Linked DNA regions of Nothobranchius furzeri: region 2 is linked to region 1. The links are chromatin contacts, called in public Micro-C maps. All regions are on one chromosome and are shown on one strand. The core of a region is the stretch at or near the end of the contact, and the rest is flanking DNA. Distances in the headings are between cores, read along the strand shown.

What was found. A called contact is a pair of places that touch in the nucleus more often than the background predicts.
Region 2: a Micro-C map of tail fin shows a contact between it and region 1, with 13 times the contacts expected there. The contact joins the promoter of krt8 here to the enhancer-like site in region 1. A contact is called at or near these places in 2 of 2 Hi-C or Micro-C datasets (skeletal muscle and tail fin).

The regions. Positions count from the first base shown.
Region 1 is chr15:49,454,240-49,459,500 of NfurGRZ-RIMD1, reverse strand. It overlaps LOC107391343 (myosin-11), which reads right to left. Exons shown (of 13, transcript XM_054746187.2): 12 at 3,723-3,885; 13 at 2,718-2,832. The coding sequence ends at 3,743. Among protein-coding and RNA genes, the nearest start is that of LOC107391343, 22 kb to the right of the region's middle. Within about 2 kb of position 1,975, at least 1 of the 3 cell types and tissues checked has an H3K27ac peak or open chromatin away from gene starts, as enhancers often do. A contact at or near this core is called in tail fin, where this site is marked.
Region 2 is chr15:49,542,197-49,547,457 of NfurGRZ-RIMD1, reverse strand. krt8 (keratin 8) reads right to left here and starts at 2,606. Exons shown (of 8, transcript XM_015968613.3): 1 at 2,067-2,606; 2 at 293-501. The coding sequence starts at 2,489.

The DNA of each region.
Region 1 (5,261 bases), core at 726-3,225:
ACAGTGTTAAAAAGTCTTTAGCGTTGCTTTAGGTGTGCAAAATCAGCCTGGTCCCTACGGCTGCTTGTGCCCATCCTGGCCCAGACATCTTACCATGACTCCCCAGTCCTGATAAAATCAATATTTATATCAGAGATTAATCAGGTCAATATGTGGTCTACATCGCTTTTTGTTCATCTGCAATGTCCATGGTGGTGTGTTTACAAAGAGTACACCCTCCCAAAGCTAACATTGAAGGGACACAGCTGCTCCTTCCATCATCATCAGCGCATAAATACCTCAATGCTTAACTTAATTTTCCCTGAAGTAACAACAGAGGCTCTAATAAGCTGTCATTTCCTGTTGTGCAGCTTTTATTTGACTGAATAAAGACAAACCAGTGTTGACTTTATACATTAGGAAGTGGTGATTGGATTTTTGTGTCTTAAAGACGACACATTTGTTTGTTTTTTTAGTCCCTGTTTTAGCAAAAGGAGTTTAGAAGGTCTCGGGAGTGGTGGCAGTAATACGTAGATCAAGCTGTCGCCCCACCCACATCAGCAATCCACGCAAATAGGTGGAGTGGTTCGTGCTGCGTTTGTGCTGATATGTGCCGTTAAAATAGTCGTTTGTGCTGCTGTGGTTTTTAAAATATTCAACATTATTTTCATAGGTCATTCAGGGGTCACCATCCCCCCAGGTAGGTCCTAAATGAACCGGACCAGTCTACGTATTTAGTGCTATGTTTGTGCTCATTTGTGCCGTTAAAATGGTCGTTTGTGCTGCTGTGGTTTTCGAGATGTTAAGAGTTTATTTTGGGGTGATGACATCACCACCGGAAATGCCTTGAGCAGAAAGAGGCAGGATCAATAACTCTTCCGGAAGTAGTGTTTTTCCGTTCACAACTATTTTGAAGTGAAGTGTTTCTTTGTTTTATATTTAAAAAATAGTGCAAGCACAACATATTTTTAAAGAACTTTATTCGTCAATTTTCAAACAAAGGCACAAAATCATTTCAAAAGTACAAGTTGAAAAGCATTACAGTAAAAATGTTATATATATTAGCACCTTATAATAATCATATATCTCGAAAACCACAGCAGCACAAACGATCGTTTTAACGGCACAAATGTAGCACTAAATACGTAGACTGGGGCGGTTCATTTTGGACCTACCTCGGGGGAAGGTGACCCCTCACCTACTTCAAGTAGAAGAGGTTATGAACCGCGAACTTCTTCCGGTTGAGGTGGTGACGTCATCGCCGCAAAATTAAACTATTAATATCTCGAAAACAACAGCAGCACAAACGATCGTTTTAACGGCACAAATGAGCACAAACGTAGCACTAAATACGTAGACTGGGCCGGTTCATTTTGGTCCTACCTGGGGGGATGGCGACCCCTGAATGACCTATAAACATAATGTTGAATATTTTAAAAACCACAGCAGCACAAATGACTATTTTGACGGCACAAACGTAGCACTAACCACTCCACCTATTTGCGTGGATTGCTGATGTGGGTGGGGTGACAGCTTGATCTACGTGGCAGCATGACGTCTGCAAAGGTTTAAAAAAATGAAAAAGAGGAAATAGGAAAAGATGGCAGAGGCAAAACCAATGTGCGAACTAGAAAGACACTTAATGTATTCATCAGATATTTTATGTAAACAAAGACTCTGACCACAGCAACGATGACATGTTTTATCCCTCGAGATTCTGAGAAAGGACTTCAGGCACTAAGTTACCAACATCTCAGGAAAAGAAGAGTCTACAAACGGATTGTCCGATAAACAGTCTCTCCTCTGTGTGGCTTTTAAACGAGTTTGTTTTGACCGACTAAAACAGACGTGATTTGCCTCACAACCTTTTCTCATCACATAAATACAGTTTTCAAATAAAAGCCAAAAGTCAAGACAGAGAAAAGTACAGATTCCTCCTCACGCCTAACTGGCACAAGTCACTGGAAAGCATTCGGGCCTTTAAGGGTTGCCATGGCAATCAGGAAATACAAATGGGAAGTGCTTTACATATGAATATCCTGACTACAGTCGCAAAGCTCACGGGTTAATGATGGTGAATAATGGACTTCTTTGTGGGCACAGTAGTACCGTAATTCTCTGTTTAACATCCTCTCTCCCCATTTGTCTTGTCTTTTAGAGGCTGGCTAAGTGCATCATTCGCCAGACAGAAGCCGTAAAGTTCAGAAAGCACTGGAGGAATAAACGATCTTGGGTGGTACGTTAATGAAAACAGTCTAAGTGACAGATGAGGAGTTTGGGTCGAGAAGCTGCTGCAGGAATGTGGCGGAGCGTCGCTGTTGTCAAAACAGTGATTGAGCTGTTTGGGTGTTACCAAGATGTTCAGATGACCAGCAGAGAGAGGGTGTGTGTGTGTGTGTGTGTGTGTGTGTGTGTGTGTGTGTGTGTGTGTGTGTGTGTGTGTGTGTGTGTGTGTGTGTGTGTGTGTGTGTGTGTGTGTGTGTGTGTGTGTGTGTGTGTGTGTGTGTGTGTGCTGCTTAATTCAGCTCATCAGTCTGTTTCCTGCAAGCCGAAAGAGTCAACACAACTTTATTTTAAGATCAAGTCACCGAAAAAACAAAAACAAATAAAGAAGGCTAACAATAACTAAGTGCAGAGGGGTGAAATGGTCACGTTTCCACAGCAAAGTTATGGTTATTAAGAAAAACACGAAGAGAGTTTCGGAGTTAACTAAACTTGAGGTGTTGAGTCCACCAGAAGATGAAAAAAAAAAAAACTCTAGACTGGTGAGATATCTTTGCTTCTGCTGCCGCCTGGTGGTGGATGAGTGCCATGGCTCAGAAAAAAATGGCAAATCTTCCTTTTCTCCTCCTCCTAAGAATAAGAATAAGAATACCTTTCTTAGTCCCTCAGTGGGGAAATTGCAATATTGCAATAGCTCAGGTACAGAAGAATAAGAAGAAAATATCATTTCTATAGCACCTCTCAATATGTATATGTATATATATACACACACACACACACACACACACACACACACACACACACACACACACACACACACACACACACATATATATATATATATATATATATATATATATATATATATGTATGTATATATGTGTGTGTGTGTGTGTGTGTGTGTGTGTGTGTGTGTGTGTATGTATATATATATATATATATATATATATATATATATATATATATATATATATATATATATATATATATATATGTATATATATATATATATATATATATATGTATATATATATATATATATGTATATATATATATATATGTGTGTATATATATATATATATATATATATATGTATATATATATATATATATATATATATGTATGTATGTATGTATATGTATGTATGTATATATAAATATATATGTATATACACACACACACACACACACACACACACACACACACATATATATATATATATACATATATATATATATACATATATATATATATATATACACATACATATATGTGTGTATATATACACACATATATGTATATGTATATATATATATATATATATATATGTATATATGTGTGTGTGTGTGTGCATATATATATATATATATATATATATATATATATATATATATATATATATATATATATAAATGTACACATAAAATATAAAACGTGATGATATCCAGTCAGGAGCTGTTTTGGAGCATTTTTAGTGTCAGAGCTGGACACTGAACATTAAAATTAAACACGACACTTACTGATTTCAAACTGTGTTGTTTTATTTCACATGGTCTGCATCTTCCTCCCACTTGTTGCCTGAAGTGTTGGTCGTATGCTGGGCTTCAACCAGACGCTTGCTCTTTTCTTTGATTTCCTCGCGGGTCAGCCAGCCCTCGTCTTCACTCGACTCAGACGAGTCATCTAAGAAATGGAACGAATCACATTTCAAATCAAGGGATTTACAACCATCCACAACCCCTCTAAGCTAACCCTGCTGACGCGGTTATTATCTAGAAATACATTTTTGTTGTGTTGGATCAACACAACAGCTGCTCAGCAACTTGAAGCAATGTGCTTAGTTTTTATGAAAAACCTAACCATTGTTTAGTTTTGTGCTTGTTCTACACGCTGCTTCACAAAACCATCAAATGACCATAACTTCAATCCTATTTAATTCAAATTTCTTTTGCGGAGAACTGGACAAAGGTTGCTTCCAGACTGGGAAGAAGTCGAGAGTCTGAATGGATCGAGAGTTGGGCCAACAGATCGGTGCGTGGCTGCAGGATGTGGGACGAAGAACGAGCTGAGTCAGTTTACTTCTTCTGCGGCTGTGAGACATGAATCATGACCAAAAGAACGAGATCTTGGATCCAAGCGGTGAGTTTCTCGTGTAGGAACGCTGGACTCAGGGGTAGAGCTATTGGTCCTCTGGACAAGGAGTCAGCTGAGGCAGCAAAGATTTTCTATTTAAGATGAATCCCGGTCATCTTTTCTGGGAGATTTCTCTAAGCAGTTCAATTCGATTCAATTCAATTTTATTTATATAGCGCCAAATCACAACAAGAGTCGTCTCAAGGCACTTCACATAATAAACATTCCAATTCAGGTCAGTTCATTAAGCCAATCAGAAATAATGTTTCCTATATAAGGAACCCAGCAAATTGCATCAAGTCACTGACTAGTGTCAGTGAGTTTACAGCAATCCTCATACTAAGCAAGCATTTAGCGACAGTGGAGAGGAAAACTCCCTTTTAACAGGAAGAAACCTCCAGAGAATCCTGGATCAGTATAAGCAGCCATCCTCCACGACTCACTGGGGATGGAGAAGACAGTGCCCAATGGGAGGAGAAATCACTGTAAATCTCCTGCAGGGACTGTGTATCCTCTTTGGCATGCTGCACCTGGACATCCCCCCAGAGGGAGCGAAGGGAGGTCCCGGCTTCCCTCCTGAACCTGCGACCTTCCCAACCCCACTTTGGATAAGTGAAATCAAATAGGTGGATGGATTGCAGCAAGACTATTAAAGAGGTCCTTTACTGAGAAACCATGTTTTACATATTATTTCTGATTCTAACGGGTCACTCTGAGTTTTTCATGCAGGCTGAATATGAAAATAGTCTCCTACACCTATCTCCTGCATTATCTTCTGATAGAAAACAGACGGTGAAACTCTAGGATTAGAAAATCCTGACAGATCTACATCACACTGTCACTAACATTCATGGACTCATCTTGACCCACGACGGGGAAGGCTGTTGTTGGTTTAGCGTCCAGGAAACAACGGAAAACGTCTCAGC
Region 2 (5,261 bases), core at 1,357-3,856, 87 kb before region 1:
TCAGGGAGGTGTTTCACATTTCTCGTCTGTTGATTTGCTCCATTTGTCTTTGGATGATTAGCAAATGTGATCAGCGGTTTCTGTCTTCAGGATTCTCTTCAGCATATTGTAATACTACGGTTCGGTTTAACGGGTGTTTGTAACATGCCTCCTTAGTGTCGTCATCCCCTTAGGACTGTTTGACTCAATGCAATGGACAGATGAAGGGAGGAGTCCACGTTAGACATATTGAACTCACAGGTCTTGCCTAAACCACCCCAGAACGCACACGTTACCCCTCCTCATCACTCACTTGTTCTTGAAGTCCTCCACCAGGCCCTGCATGTTGTGCAGGTCGGCCTCCAGCTTGATCTTGTCGTTGCCCAGGCTGTCCAGCTGACGACGGAGGTTGGCAATGTAGGCCTCGAACATGGCGTCGATGTTGGAGCGGGTGGTGGTCTGGCCCTGCAGCAGGTTCCATTTGGTCTCCAGCATTTTATTCTGCTGCTCCAGGAAGCGGACCTGAAGTGGAGAGGAGAATTGAGTGAAAGTTATACTCTACAGCATAAACAAAGAATAAACAAAGAATCCCTAACTGACATGATTGTTTATTCCTAGACGTGGATGGATGTGTCCTTGTCTCCGGTTGTGAAACATCACAAAAGCGCTGCATACCAAAGTTTTGAGGTTAATGCAGTATTAATGAATCATTAGGATCAGCCTGACGAGGCCTCCAAAACTCCTCATATGGTCTTTGTTCTTGAGTTTCTTTGGTGCTTTGTAAGGAGAGAGTCAGCTGTTTTTCCAGACGGGCCATCAGGAAGGCCTGCTCGGCGAACGTGCATCCTGACAGGAGGTAGGCAGCTGGAAAAAAGCAGCAATGGAGGAATGGAGCTGTTTAACCCTTCTCCTGCACGACTTCCGGTGTTTTTAGCAAAGACGTGGAGCAAGGGGAGTGGCAGAGTTTCTTCTGCTGCAGAAAGGTAAATATTTAACCGTGTGATGAAGCTTTGATGAGGGAAGCGGGGGAGAGTGGAAAAGTGAGGGGTGATTTATTTGTCCAGGAGGTGGAGAGTTTGCTAATTTATCACCAGTAAAATAGAGATAGTGAGAGCAGATAAGCAGCGGACATTGCTCCCCACTGATGAGATCAAATCACCTCTTATTAAATCTTCATTTACGCTTGAGTAATGACGGCAGTAAGGCGACTCCGTGTGCGCGTGAGTCTCTTTGATCTGCTCAGAGTCGAAGCACGCCTCTTATCTTCGTTGGGGGGGGTGGAAGGTTGATCTGTTGCCAGTCAGCTGGCATTGACCAGAACATGAAACCAAGCGGCCTTTTTAAATATTAACCCACCCATGAGACCTCAGGGGATTGAAACTCACCTGTGAGCACAATCGTAACACAGAAATTCAGCTTATTCAGAAGATTTAAGGGTCGTCTTGTCACGAACGCTCCTTATACAGCAAGCCCGCAAGAAACAAGCCATTGTGTCAAAGGTAACAATACGTTCTCATTAGTGTGTGTGTCCAAATTCTATTCAGTTCAAAAATACTTTATACATAGACATATGACAAGACATGGTGTGTGTGTGTGTGTGTGTGTGTGTGTGTGTGTGTGTGTGTGTGTGTGTGTGTGTGTGTGTGTGTGTGTGTGTGTGTGTGTGTGTGTGTGCGTGCGTGCGTGTGTGTGTGTGTGTGTGGACAGCAGAAAAAGCCACACCCTGGCTAAGGGAGGGACCATTCCCAAGGTAACTTGTATCACAAGCCCTGAGCTCTGCCCTGACACACCCTTGGGCCTTTTTTCTCCTCTTCTCTTTCTCGTTCCTGCTTTCTTCTCCCTACATCTGTTTTTCATCACAGTCAAAAGCAAAGCCAGAAGACTGAGGGCCAAACCCTCTGCTGCCTGTGTTTGATTTGTGTGAGGCGAGAAGAGTAAAGAGAAAGGCATGAATCAATGTCTTTATGGCAGAATCTGCACTAACAGGCAAGTGCTGGACATATGTCTCTCCGTCCAACACGTCCCAGCTGTGAGACATCGTCTAAACTCTGTGACTGAACTTTCTAAAGAACTTTTAAAACTCTTACCTTGTCAATGAAAGAGGCAAAGCGGTTGTTGAGGCTCTTGATCTGCTCTTTCTCCTGGGTGCGGACCACTTGAATTGTGGGGTCAATCTCAAGGTTGAGGGGGGCCAGCAGGCTCTTGTTCACCGTCACGGCACTGATGGGGGTATGGACGGGCATGCTGCTGCCGAAGCTCATGCTTCCTGGACCACCCATGCTGGAACTCACGCTGTACGCAGAGCTCCTGGTGATGCCAGCTCCTCCAAAGCCCATGCCCATGCCTCCTGCTCCTCCAAAGCCGCTGCCAGCAGCACCTCCATAGGAGCTCTTGACTGTGAAGGACTTGCGGGAGGTGACTCCACCTGGTCCTGCATAGGAGCTGCTGCTGAAGCTCCTTGGGGCAGATGAACTCCTGAAACTGCTGCTTGAGGAGGTCCTGAAAGACATTCTGAGGATCTGATTTTTTTCTTTTGAATGAAACAAATTTGAAACGAGGAGACTGGTTAGGCAGGCAGACAGGCAGGCCAGCAGAGGAAAATACCAAAGAGGATAGACAGAGGAGAATATACAGGGGAGTTTTAAAGCCTGCCCCTGATGTGGGAGGGACCTGGCGGGAGCTGTGATTGGCTGCTGCTCTGGGCTAGAGGCAGGAATGGGGCTGTAACTGTACACCTCTGTGTCCAGTCAGTCACAACCATGTCCTCCTCTCTGAAGACAACACTTTGTCTATCGCAGGAATGTTGATAACCCTCTCCCTCTGTGTCATCCAAGGTAAATGGATGTCAGATTACGGGATGAGCTGATCAGCTGGTGTGTGTGGGCAGGCGGGATGCTTGACAGAAGCAGCTCACACACACTTTTCGCTGATTCTCAGGTGTGAGGCACATGTGCAACAACGTAGAGGTGATGTTTTCTTTTGGAACTTTGAGTAACGAATGTGGAATGTGATCCGTAACAATCACACTAAATCCCAACTGATTAGAATTCCGGTTGAGCCGGTCGTAGATGTTTTACACATTCAAATAGGATCCGGTTAGAAACTCACACCAACAATGGGTTTGATGATGCTTCTCGGCATTTCGAACGAGTAAAAGAAAAGATCTTCCTCCCGACGGTTCCAAAGACCACTTTCCCCTTCAAAATCGTATTTTTGTGTCACTGATTGTTTCTGGATTAAAGTAAAAAGTCTAAATAGACGCTGAGGCCAACAAGCTCGCAGAACTCATCTGTGGCTAATTATGCACTGAATTCATATAAATAAACATCATTTCAAGTTGACAATCTTGAACATTTTTGCTGCATCTTTGCACTGAAATGTATATTTTTACTTATTTAATGGGAAAATAAGAGTTTTTAACATTTCAGAAGGAGATTTTTTTTTTAAAGGTAACAATCCTGCAGATTAGAAGCTGGTTGTGGAAAGCGTTTGCATGAACGTTGTCGGTTTGGGAAACGTTTCCTGCAGAAAACCTGCAGGCCATGCAATCCCCCCCCCCCCCCCCCCCCCCCCCCATCCCCAGCCTTGGTGCGAGTGAAACTTAAACCACATCTGCTGGTTTTCATGTAAGAACCAGGTCAGCAGCACTAACCAGTTAGCTTTTGCTACCATTGTTATGACAATACAGGCTCCAGAGAGACATAAATGTAGGTGAATTCGTCTCAATGATGCAAACTTTTTTCAATTCCTAACTGAGCCTCCTTCGTTCCTCATTTCTGAGCGGGTAAAAACAAAACGGCCTCTCATCTGTCAACCGTTGCTCCACCAATACCAGTCCTGCATTCCTCTCCACCCTCATTGACTTCCTCCTCTAGTCCCTCGTTACAATGAGTCATGAGTCTTGGCATTACCAAACCAACCCCCTCCACAATACCCTCTCCCCTCCATCGCCTTTAGCCATTTTTCTCCCACCAGTGCCTCCTGGCCTCATTATCGTCATGGAAACCTACAGAAATAAAAAAAAAACACTCCCATCATTTCTCCAGAGCCAAAATGGGTGCCAGTTTCAGAGCGGGGCTCTTTGTAACCAAGTTGCAAGGAGACGGAGTGCTGTAAAGAAAGGCATGTGGGGACATTGACATGGCGCTGACAATCCAAGCTGGAGCTCCTGGCACCAAAGGAAACGCGGTGCCAGTGGCTATTTCCTGTTTTGGTTTGTGAAATGGTGAGATCAGCTGAGTTTGGATCATATCTTCATGTGTTCTAACTGAGACGAAGATTTCAGCTGAATTTAAGCAATCTGTCAATAAATTAGGGAACCATGTTTCGGATCTCATGACTGTCACTTAGTAGTTGAGTTACTTTTTTATTAGGTTTGAAGTCAAATTATGAAAACTTCAGAGAAACAGGTGTTTATCATTGAGTTTGGTTTGCTTAGTGACCTTTAAACATATACGTGCTCCCTTTATGCAACACATTTATGAGTTTGTCACCAAATCGTTATGAGGACCTAAAACAGCCACGGGAAGATTCATGTTGAACATTTTCCTGGCTTCTTTGCACGAATCACTTGACCTCACTGATTTTTGAAACTGTTCAAAAAGTCCACAAAACAAATTGTCTCTCCAAGTGGTCCGAACGTCGTCACAGGGCATCTGGAACTGGTGAGAGAAATGTAATGCGCCTCGGTGACCACTCAAGCTATCGTACCGTGTGCTACTAAACTGTAAACATGATGGTCAACTGTAAACAAACTAAACTCACTTTGCAATGCAATAAATAAAACACTACTTTAAGAAATCTGGACAAATATGGTGCAAAAGTTGCAATTAGTTTTCATTTTGATGTGAAAATTTGCCATTTCCTCACAATTTGTGTCTCCAACTAGTTGCAGCCCGGTGAGATACCGATTCAAAATAAAATGAAGACAGTAAGATGTCTTCCAAAGTCGGATCTACTGGAACTTCTGGGTAAATTCACCAGACCTTTGCAGCGTGCCTGTGCTAATCCACTACCGGAACTGGGGTGTGTACTGGGAAACGGCCCGATACGGTCGCTGAGTGGGATTCATGGGTAACTTGTTCTGATTGGCTGTAACTCGGTAAGTGATGACATCAGCAGACGTCACTAAACAACTGGCTTTTGTGAAGTTGGAAGAGTTTCTGGTGAAGTTTAAAAAAAAAAGCTGCAACAGTAAATCTACAGAACACGTTAGCTTAAAACACTTTTTCATGCCTCTTAACAACGTTTTAACATAGTTTCGCTGTAAATGTATTGTTGAG